Linked DNA regions of Sus scrofa: region 1 is linked to region 2. A link is a contact called in public Hi-C data. All regions are on one chromosome and are shown on one strand. The core of a region is the stretch at or near the end of the contact, and the rest is flanking DNA. Distances in the headings are between cores, read along the strand shown.

Evidence for each region. A called contact is a pair of places that touch in the nucleus more often than the background predicts.
Region 1: a Hi-C map of skeletal muscle shows a contact between it and region 2, with 3 times the contacts expected there. A contact is called at or near these places in 7 of 47 Hi-C or Micro-C datasets (alveolar macrophages, embryonic fibroblasts, fetal heart ventricle and 3 more).

Annotation. Positions count from the first base shown.
Region 1 is chr4:15,747,334-15,752,381 of Sscrofa11.1, forward strand. ANXA13 (annexin A13) reads left to right here. Exons shown (of 11, transcript XM_013996500.2): 5 at 1,581-1,614; 6 at 1,716-1,795; 7 at 3,445-3,513; 8 at 3,925-4,026. Among named protein-coding and RNA genes, the nearest start is that of ANXA13, 42 kb to the left of the region's middle.
Region 2 is chr4:15,678,996-15,683,775 of Sscrofa11.1, forward strand. It overlaps FAM91A1 (protein FAM91A1), which reads right to left and starts at 2,831. Exons shown (of 24, transcript XM_003354982.5): 1 at 2,500-2,831. The coding sequence starts at 2,571.

The DNA of each region.
Region 1 (5,048 bases), core at 1,423-3,922, 68 kb after region 2:
TTCTTTTCTTCCCGCAGGATAACAAAACCCCTCCACCTGGGCAGTTTTCGATTAGCGTGCCTTAGAGGAGGCAGCGCTTGCACAGGAGGATGGCATCAATCTGTCCACTAACCACCCAGCTTTCCTTAATATTCCTCTCCTTTCCGCAAGTACCAAAGTCCCAGCGACCGGGCATCCAATATCTGAGCAGCCTACCTTGGCAAGAAGGTTAATTTGGCTCATGCTTTTTCTAATCTCATTTGTCCACATGTGGTTCATCCTCAGCCAAGTTTCTTTCAGGTCCTGGTCTCAAACAATGAGCACAGCCTTTTTTTCTTTTCCAATCAGCTAGATCGGACGGTAAAAAGAAGAAAAGCAGGCAGAGAGCAGACCCCGGGTTCAGGCAGGTCCTGGGAGTGGGCTGGAAGGAGGAGAAAGCAGACGGGCTGCAGAATCACAGGTGTCCAGCCCCTGCCTGCTTTCCGCTCCCTCCGTCCACCCTGGCAACCTCAGCCTGGCTCCTCACCCTCTGCTGCCCCCTCCACCTTCTCCCTCCACTGCCCGCTGACTTTCCTTTAAAACAGTTTATGGGAGATGCTGTGGGGAAATGTCTGCTCTGACACACTGCTCGTTCAAGTGTACACCGAGGCAGCTCCCAAGTGGGCCAGTCGGCACAAGCTACCGAAACAGACAGCCCTACCTCATTTTAATAAATAGACAGCCCTGCCTCGTTTGTTTGTTTGTTTGTCTTTTTGCCTTTTCTAGGGCCGCAACAGCGGCATATGGAGGTTCCCAGGCTAGGGGTCCATTTGGAGCTGTAGCCACCCACCTACACCAGAGCCACAGCAATGCAGGATCCGAGCCGAGTCTGCGACCCACACCACAGCTCATGGCAACACCTGATTCTTAACCCACTGAGCGAGGCCAGGGATCGAATCTGCAACCTCATGGTTCCTAGTCGGATTCGTTAACCACTGAGCCACGACGGGAACTCCCTGTTTTCATTTTTAACTAAGGAGAATGTAAGCTAAGGGACTCCTTCACTAAATCAGAAAGAGAAGGACAAATACCATATGATATTACTGATACAGAGAGTCTAATACATGACACAAATGAACCTATCTACGAATCAGAAAGAGACTCACAGACAAAGAGAACAGACTTGTGGTTGCCACGGGGGAAGCGAGTCGGGGGGAGGAATGGACTGGGAGTTTGGGGTTAGCAGATGCAAATCATTACACATAGGATGGGTAAACAAGGTCCTACAATATTCAATATCCTGTAATAAACCATAATGGAAAAGAATATACACATACATATAACTGAATCACTCTCCTGTACAGCAGAAATTAACACAACATTGTAAATCAATTATACTTCAATACACTTTTTTTTTTTTTTTTTTTTTTAAAAAGGACTCCTTCATAAAGTCAGGGGCTTGTTCCAGGCCTAGACCTTGACCTGTCCGGATGGCCCCTCTGTATCGGAAAGGAATGCTGTGTCCAGAGACAAGCTCCTGCCTCTTCCCTTTGCATGTCTCTGCCTATCTTATCTATTAACCCCGCCTTGGAATATTGATCTTTTTTTATTACCTTTCCCAGGAAATCATCGCCATTAAAGAGGCCTACCAAAAGTGTAAGTGACCTTTTGTTCTGACTTTAGATAAAGAATGTTCCTTCCAAAATACCTCTGGGAAACTAAATCTGCTCTCTCTCGTCCTTTTTTCTTCTCCAAAGTATTTGACAGGAGCCTTGAATCAGATGTCAAAAGTGATACAAGCGGAAACCTAAAAAAAATTCTGGTCTCCTTGCTACAGGTAAGCGTAAAGAGGTCTTGCCTGCTTTGGGATCGTGAGATAAAGCCTGTGGCAACTTGGCACCACGAAGAAAAAGGCGATATAGATAATAAACCCTTCCTAATTTTATTACAAATGTTATCGAGGGACTGTCGACATGTGTCCTGTCAGCCCAGCTATTGTGAAATTACTCAATGGCAATTTTCGCCATGATCACAAATCTGCCTAGTTATTTGCAGTTGGCAATCCTTTTTTTGTTAATGAGTTATTTCATCAAGCATCATCAACTCATTTTGCCAGTGAGGAACCCCCAGGTGTAGGTAAGACAAAGCTCAGGTGCAAGAACCAGCCCCATCTGACCCCAAGCCGGGCCCTTTTCATGACACAGCTAACTCCAGGACTCAAGGAGTCTAAGCCAGGCTGCGGGGAGTTTGGCTGGGAAAGCAGGGCTTTCAGAACTGGCCCTGCTTAGGACACAGCCCCCTGGCCTCCAGCCAGATAGCATCTGCACTCTCATTGACACAGCCGTCTTGATGAGCTTTGTGGGCTTCCTCTGTTTCATTACTCTGCTGCTGGAGAGACTGACAGCAGAGAACACACAGAGCAGGCTTCAGCTGTAGCAGGAAGAGTGTGTGAGTGTTCTCCTGATTCAGAACAAAACTGCCACAAACTTAGCAACCTAAGCAGTGCAGACCTATGATTGAGCAGTTTCCACGGGCCAGGAGTCCTGTCACAGGTTAGCCGAGTCCTTGGCTCAGGGTATCTCCAGGCTGAAATCAAGGTGTCATCCAGGCCTGCCATCTCCTCTGAGGCCCCGGGGTCCTCTTCCGAGCTCACTGACTGTTGGCAGATTTCGGTTCCCTGTGGCTGTGTGGCTGATGGTCCTAGTTCCTTGATGTTGACCAGAGCCCACACTCGGCCGGTAGAGGCCATCTGCAGTCCCCTGTCATGTGGCCCCATAGACAGTGCAGAGCACGGCTCTTTGGTTTCCTCCAGGCCAGAGGAAGCACATCTCTAACTTCTTCCATCTCTCTGACCTTTTAAGAGCTCACCTGATTGGGTCAGGCCTCCCCCAAAGAGCACCTTTTTTGATGAACTCAACTGATTAGGGATCTTAATTACATCTGCAGACATGCCCCTTGCCATACACGCAAAACATGATCACACGAGTGATACCTCACTATGTCCATAGGTCTTGCCCACCATCCATGGGAGGGGATTAAACAAGGCGGTGGGCCGTTGAGGTCATCCGAGAATTCTGCCTGACACTCAGGGCTTAGGTGAGACCTCAAACCTTCCATGACCAACGTTCAGGGCTCTTCACGACTGAGTCCCTGAGAGGCAAAGTTTGATATTTTGAAAGGAAGACTATTAGCACCTCAATGGACTCATTCGAGGGGACATCAGGATGTCGCTCAGAGGTCAGTGGGGTTTCTGAGTGACCCTGGTTGCTAGGAGAAAAAAAACGTACAAATGTGTTGGTCGCAGAGGCTACTCTGTTCATCAGTTGTGCCCAAAAGATGGCAGCAAAGAGCAGCGCTGCCACTTTGCCCGGATGAGTCCAGCTTCCGGCCACCCCTCTGAAGCCACCCGTCTTCTGGGACTTGCCCTCTTTGTTTTTTGTGGTCAAGCAGGAACTCAAGTTCACAACAATGTGTTGACTTTTCTAGGCTAATCGTGAAGAAGGAGATAACGTGGACAAAGACCTCGCAGGTCAGGATGCCAAAGATCTGTATGATGTGAGTATGCAGACCTGCAGGCTCTGCAAATTCTTTTCTTTTTTCATGAACATTACTTTCAACAAAATGTTTCGTTCTGGCATGTGAATTGGAATTAATTGGGAAATAAGTATGATCTTTAACATATTTGTCATACATACAGTCTTCGTGTACCTAAAAGAATTGTTCCTATTCTTACACCCTGGGGATAACCACTTTAGATCTCTTCTGGAACGCCTGAGGGTATAAATAACATAAACAAATATGTGAGGTATACTTGTGGGCTAGAAGGTGGAAATACTGCGGCGATCAATGCTGCTTCTATTCAGCGCACATTTTATCATTCCCGGTAAGGGTGACTTGGTCACAGCTCTATACATTCAGTCTTTTTGCAAAAAGCTTTTTCAAAAGTGTTCGCACTCTGCCGTCTAGGCAGGGGAAGGCCGCTGGGGCACGGACGAGCTTGCCTTCAATGAAGTCCTGGCCCAGAGGAGTCACAAGCAGTTACGAGCCACCTTTCAAGCCTACCAAGTGGTAAGTGATCCAGCACAAGGGCAGCTGAAACCGAATCTCAGGCTATTTCCAAAAGAGGTCCAGATCTGAGGTATGGAACTAGGAGGGGCTTTTACAACAGAGCTTCTCATCAGGGGTCGTTTTGCCCCTCCCCCGACCCTTCGTGGCTCATCGGTTAACGAGCCCAACTAGGATCCCTGAGGATGTGGGTTTGATCCCTGGCTTCACTCAGTGGATCAAAGGGTTAAGGATCCGGTGTTGCCGTGAGCTGTGGCATAGGTCACAGATGAGGCTCGAATCCTGTGTTGTTGTGGCTGTGGTGTAGGCCGGCAACTGCAGCTCTGATTTGACCCCCTAGGCTGGGAACCTCCATATGCCATGGGTGTGGCCCTAAAAATAAAAAAAATAAAAAAAATAAAAAATTCAGCCTCCAAAAGTTAAATAAGATGTATGCTTACCATTTATATGCTAAGCCTACAAATGTTTGCTGTTATTATTATCACAATTTACAGTTGGGCTAACAGTGCCTGCCTACCACTTCCCAGAGACAGATAAGGATAATACCTCCGACATACACTCCTGAAAAGATGTGTATAAATCACTTTTATGCAATTAATTTTTTAATCTAATCATTTTAAGCCAACAAAGCTGAGTTATCTATTTCAAGGCACACAGTGGTTCGCCCTTCCCTGAAAGTCAGTCTTTGGTTGTAAGAAGCCCCTTGTGGAATATCAGATTTTTTTTTTTTTATATATTTGTGGATTGCTTTTAACTATTCAAAGCACTTCTGTGCCCTGTATCTCATTTCAATTTCACAACAGTACTGCAACTCTAACGTAGGCTGAAGGGCCACTGTTACCCACAATTGCTGGACAAGGAAAGTCTGTTATGAGTAAGGAAGCATCTGTAATGTATCAGGACCACACAGCAAGTCAGTAGCAGAAAGCGGATGAGAACTCCCAAGATTCCCCAGCCCCAGCTCCTACCTCGGCTTGAGCTGGCTGCTCCTCACTCAAAAGAGCGTTTCCTATGTGTTGCCAGCA
Region 2 (4,780 bases), core at 1,581-4,080:
CAGATGGAGTGAAATAGGAACTGGCTGTAAAACACCCACTGTGCATCAGATTATACCAAAAACATAAGGAATTCTTTCTAAAGCTTTTGCTCCAACAAACCCCAATCCATTGTGCAGCCCCCCCAAATACATAGATTTTTAATTAAAATTGACCTTCCTTGGATTATACAGAACCTCATCATAAGATATCCCTTAAAATAAAACAACTGTAAATTGTTTTGAACATTGATCTGAGGATCAATCACTCCAGATTTAGGTCAGGGAAACCTTTGTGAAAAGTTAACATTTGGGATTCAAAAGGAAGCAGCAAGTAATCTATAGAGACAGGTAGTGATAGCACTGGGATTTTATTTTACTTTATTTCATTTTGTCTTTTTAGGGCCCCACCTGAGAAAGCTCCCAGACTAGGGGTCTAATCGGAGCTACAGCTGCTGGCCTGCGCCACAGCCACAGCCACACCAAATCCGAGCTGCATCTGAGACCTACACCACCACTCATGGAAACACCAGATCCTTAATCCACTGAGCAAGGTCAGGGATGGAACCCGCATCTTCATGGAAAGTAGTCGGGTTCGTTACCACTGAGCCACCAAGGGAACTTCTGGATTTGCATGTTAGAAACCTCACCCCAGTACGGTATGAAGAATGGATAGGAGGGTCCTTTTCTGAGGGCAAGAGACCAGACAGAAAGCCGATGCAGAAATCCAAGGTGGAGCTTGACCTAGGAAAACAGCGCAAGGCTAGCGAGAGTCCATGAAGTAACCTGTACAAATTAGTTCTGCAACACCTTCCACAAGAGGAAGCTTATTCTAAGCTAAAATAGTAATTTTTAAGATCTTACCAGAAAAAAAAAGTTTAAATTGTCACATTTGTACCTAGTTATAACACTGTTCTGACATTATTTTTAATAGTCATGAAATTCTTTTGCCACACTAATTAGGATCGATTATTCCTGTTGGACGTAATAAAATCATCCATCTCTCTTCTATTATGCTACATTTATTTTTGTGAAAGGAAGGGCAGAGAAAATATGGAAACAAAGAAGGATTGTTGACTCTTCCATATGCCATATGCCACAAAACTCTAAAAACAAAGTGTCCATCAAAGCCCTCATTCAAGCTTAACAAGAGAAACTTATTCCTTCAGGTTTCGACCTTCTTCTTCCAGTTCAAGATTAATGCCACATAGGCAGTCATTGCCACCTGAGAATTCTGAGTTCCTCAATGTATCTTTCCACTTTCTTGTGCTTTTGATTCCTTAAAGTCAAAGCATCTTCTCTGCCACAAGATGCATCACCAGAAACTTAAATTATTCAGTTTTTGGAATTAAAACCCCACGCTGGGAGAGGACACAAAGTAATAATTTTACACCATCATCACCACCACCCCCAGGACCCAGCACCAATGAAAAACAGAATTTCACTCTCAATCAAGTAGAATGGCAGGAACTTGAGGGTCAATCTTTGACCGGAGAACAATGCCTTCCATAAAGTACATAACACTCCCGTCATTAGATTGACCACCACCTGCTATATTACGTGTATTATTCAGTTACTTGTTTACTGTCCTCTTTCCTTACTAAAACGTAAGCTCCAGGAAGAGGGGGTTTCCTCTTGTCTACTGCTGCAAATTACCCTCACCTAAAACAAGGCATAGTACATAGTAGGTGTTCAATAAACATCTGTAAAACAATGGAGGAAAAAACGCGACACTCAAGTATTTGAGAATTACCTCTCAGACAAAAGCCTTTTGTCATTCTCTTCTTGAAAGATCTCTAATAAACCCATCCTGTTGAGAGGATTAAGTCCAACAAAACAAAATACAAAAGTCTTTCAAAATCTGGCCCTGACTGCCACCACCCCCACTCACGAAGCCCCACCTCCAAACAAATCAATACAGCTACACCTCCAGGCTCGGTGGTAGGAAGTCGCTCACTACTCTCTCAAAACACGCTCTCACTCGTCCGCGCTTTTTAAAATGACATTCCCTCTCCCTGGAAAATCTTCCAAGTCTCTTATCTAGCCATCTCTTCTTCGTCCTTTAAGGCCCAATTTAAATGCCTCCTCTACACATCCTCTTGACACTCCCTGGACAATGTGACTTCCTCCTCTGTGCGTTCGCATATACACTTATGCAGTTTCGTGTAAGCTGCTATCACTCTGTAAATGTATTCATTTATTTCTAGACCCTTTCCCAACATCCCGAAATTCTGGAGGTCAAGGGCCGTGCTTTAATTAGCTTAAAGGTGCCTAGCCCAGTGCCTGGCTGAACCGAGAGTGCGTGCAAAGTCGCGAAGCCAGTCCAGTGGACACCATTCCATCCCATTTCGCAACGGCCCTATCCTGCCCCTGTGGCCCTGGGAGCGTCCCCTCCTCACCCCTGGGCTGCAGGTTAACCCTGGCGAGGGGAAGGCCAGGAATCAGCCTAGAGGCGCCAGCCACGGCCACGGGGCGCGGCGAGCAGATGCCGGCGAGGCGGGACCCCGGCCCCAGGTTCCATACCTGCCTCACGTTGGCCGGCAGCTTGCTCCACGGGTAGTTGTGCCGGATGTGGAACTCCACGTCTATGTTCATGATGCCGGGGGCCCGGGCGGGCGGCAGCGGCCGGGACCGCGGCTGGAAGGACGCCTCCCGCCTGCCCGCCCTCGGCCTCCCAGGAGCCCGCGGGAGGCCCCGCGCCTCAAACTGCGGACGGCCGGGGCTGCCCCATGGCCAGGGCTCCCGACGACTCGGCGCGGCCCGGGCCACGGGGCACGCGAGCAACGAAGAGAGGTGGCCAGAAGCCTCGGCGGCTCCAAGTTTCTTCCTAGTTTCAGCCCGCCGGAAATGGCTTCGAGGTGCGTCACTTCCGCCCGCCAGCGAGGGGCTGGGGGGCGGAGCCCGGGGTTCCAGCCCCGCCCCCTCCACACTGGGGTCTGGCCTGAGTAGATAGAGCCGCAAGGTGCTCAGGTATGGCTCGCCCACCCGCGCACTCCCTGTGCCTCTGTCAGTCTCTGGATGAATTAATTGGGCTTGCATTGTACCATTGCTGGATGACCGACTTGCCCTCAAATGTGAGCCCAGCAGCAGGCAGTTACAGGCGCTGGGGTGGGCTGCCCGAGAAGGAGAGACTTGGGAAGGGGGGGCCATAGCTAACTTAGAAGTGCGGGAGCTGTGGGCCCTAGCTCTCCATAGCCAACCCTGAACCGAGGCCGGGTGGGCAGGGCCCAGGCTCAGGAAGGAATGTTCAAGACAGAGCTTTACTCCCAGTAGAGGCGTAGGGCAGAGGTCTAATGACCCTTCACCTCCTGAAAGTTGCTGCATCTTGTGAAAGAGAAACGTTGCGCTCTAAGGTTCCCATTTAACCCCATTCTCCCCAACCCCTGAACACACACACACACTTTTGGCAGATCGAGTTTCACTCAACTAGTGTAAACTATCAGAATATAGAAGTCGTTACTATTCTGCATTATAACTCTTTGAAAATGTAGTCCTTTCATATATCTTTGTTTAAAGTGAATTTGCCCCAAGGATTCATTTTTCACAAAGGTACTTACACCATGAGTCTCCTGATTGGTTGGTTTCATTCATCTGAAATAAAGATATGAGAAGAAACTTCCATGGTCATATGTTTCAACACCAAGAAATATACCTATTGATCCATGAGGGCAGGCGTTACTCTCCTTCTTATGGTCATTATCCCAGTCGTAATCCATTCACCAGACCGCTTTCAAAAAGGGTTCTTCAAATCACCTGAAGATACCAATTCATGTGAAATACTTCTTTTTGTTACTCCAATTAATGTTATATGAGTTACAGGTTTGTATTGATAAATAAGTAAGTTTTCTGTTAAAAAGAAAAAAAAACAAAGGTTCAAATTCTTTAAGTGTAGGGATTCAGCTAAAATGTTAAACAGCTGGTGCTCACATGGGGAGGCCCTAAGGGAATCTAGGAGATAAAGATTCTTGGGCACAGCCTCTTGTTTCTGCTTCTGCTCCATGCTGCAACCTCCAGTCACTTTTTAATGGCAGATCAAGCCTGCTTTAATTTCAGTTCTAGTGAGAATGTCTTTGGGGACCCTTTCGTCCAGAATTTGTTACACTGGCTTAGCAAACCCATGATCATTGTTACTGGCAAGCAACCATAGATGAATTCAGTATTTCTGTGATTACATTTGTTTATTCTTTTTATTTGTTTTCTTTTTATGGCTGCAACTGTGGCATATGGAGGTTCCCGGGCTAGGGGTTGAATTGGAGCTGCAGCTGCAGGCCTACACCACAGCCACAGCAACATAGCCTCCAAGCCACGTCTGTGACCTACACAGCAGCTTGCAGCAAGGCCAGATCCTTAACCCACTAAGTGAGACCAGGGATGGAACCCACATCCTCACAGATACTATATTGGGTTCTTAACCCATTAAGCCACAACGAGAACTCTTACATTTCAGTTTAAACAATGGTTTTTAAATAATATTTTATTACACTTGACAGATCTATACTCAGAACTTTTTATGATGCCTAGAGCACAGCTCAGCAGCTGGCCAGTCTGATATGTGGCCGGGACCTTATGTAATATATTTGGTATATTGAAACGAATATGGTCCATGCTGCTCTTCACATATGCATTGGTCTCAGGTTGTGTCAACTATAAAGAGCCCATCACTAAATGCTTAGAATCCTATGTCTACAGACCTTCATTGTCATAGCTAAAATTAAAGGAACTCTGATCATGAGATGTTTATTCAACAAATATTGTTTACCTGCCTTTTATGTATTAAACCCTTGGCTTATAATAGGTTGTCATT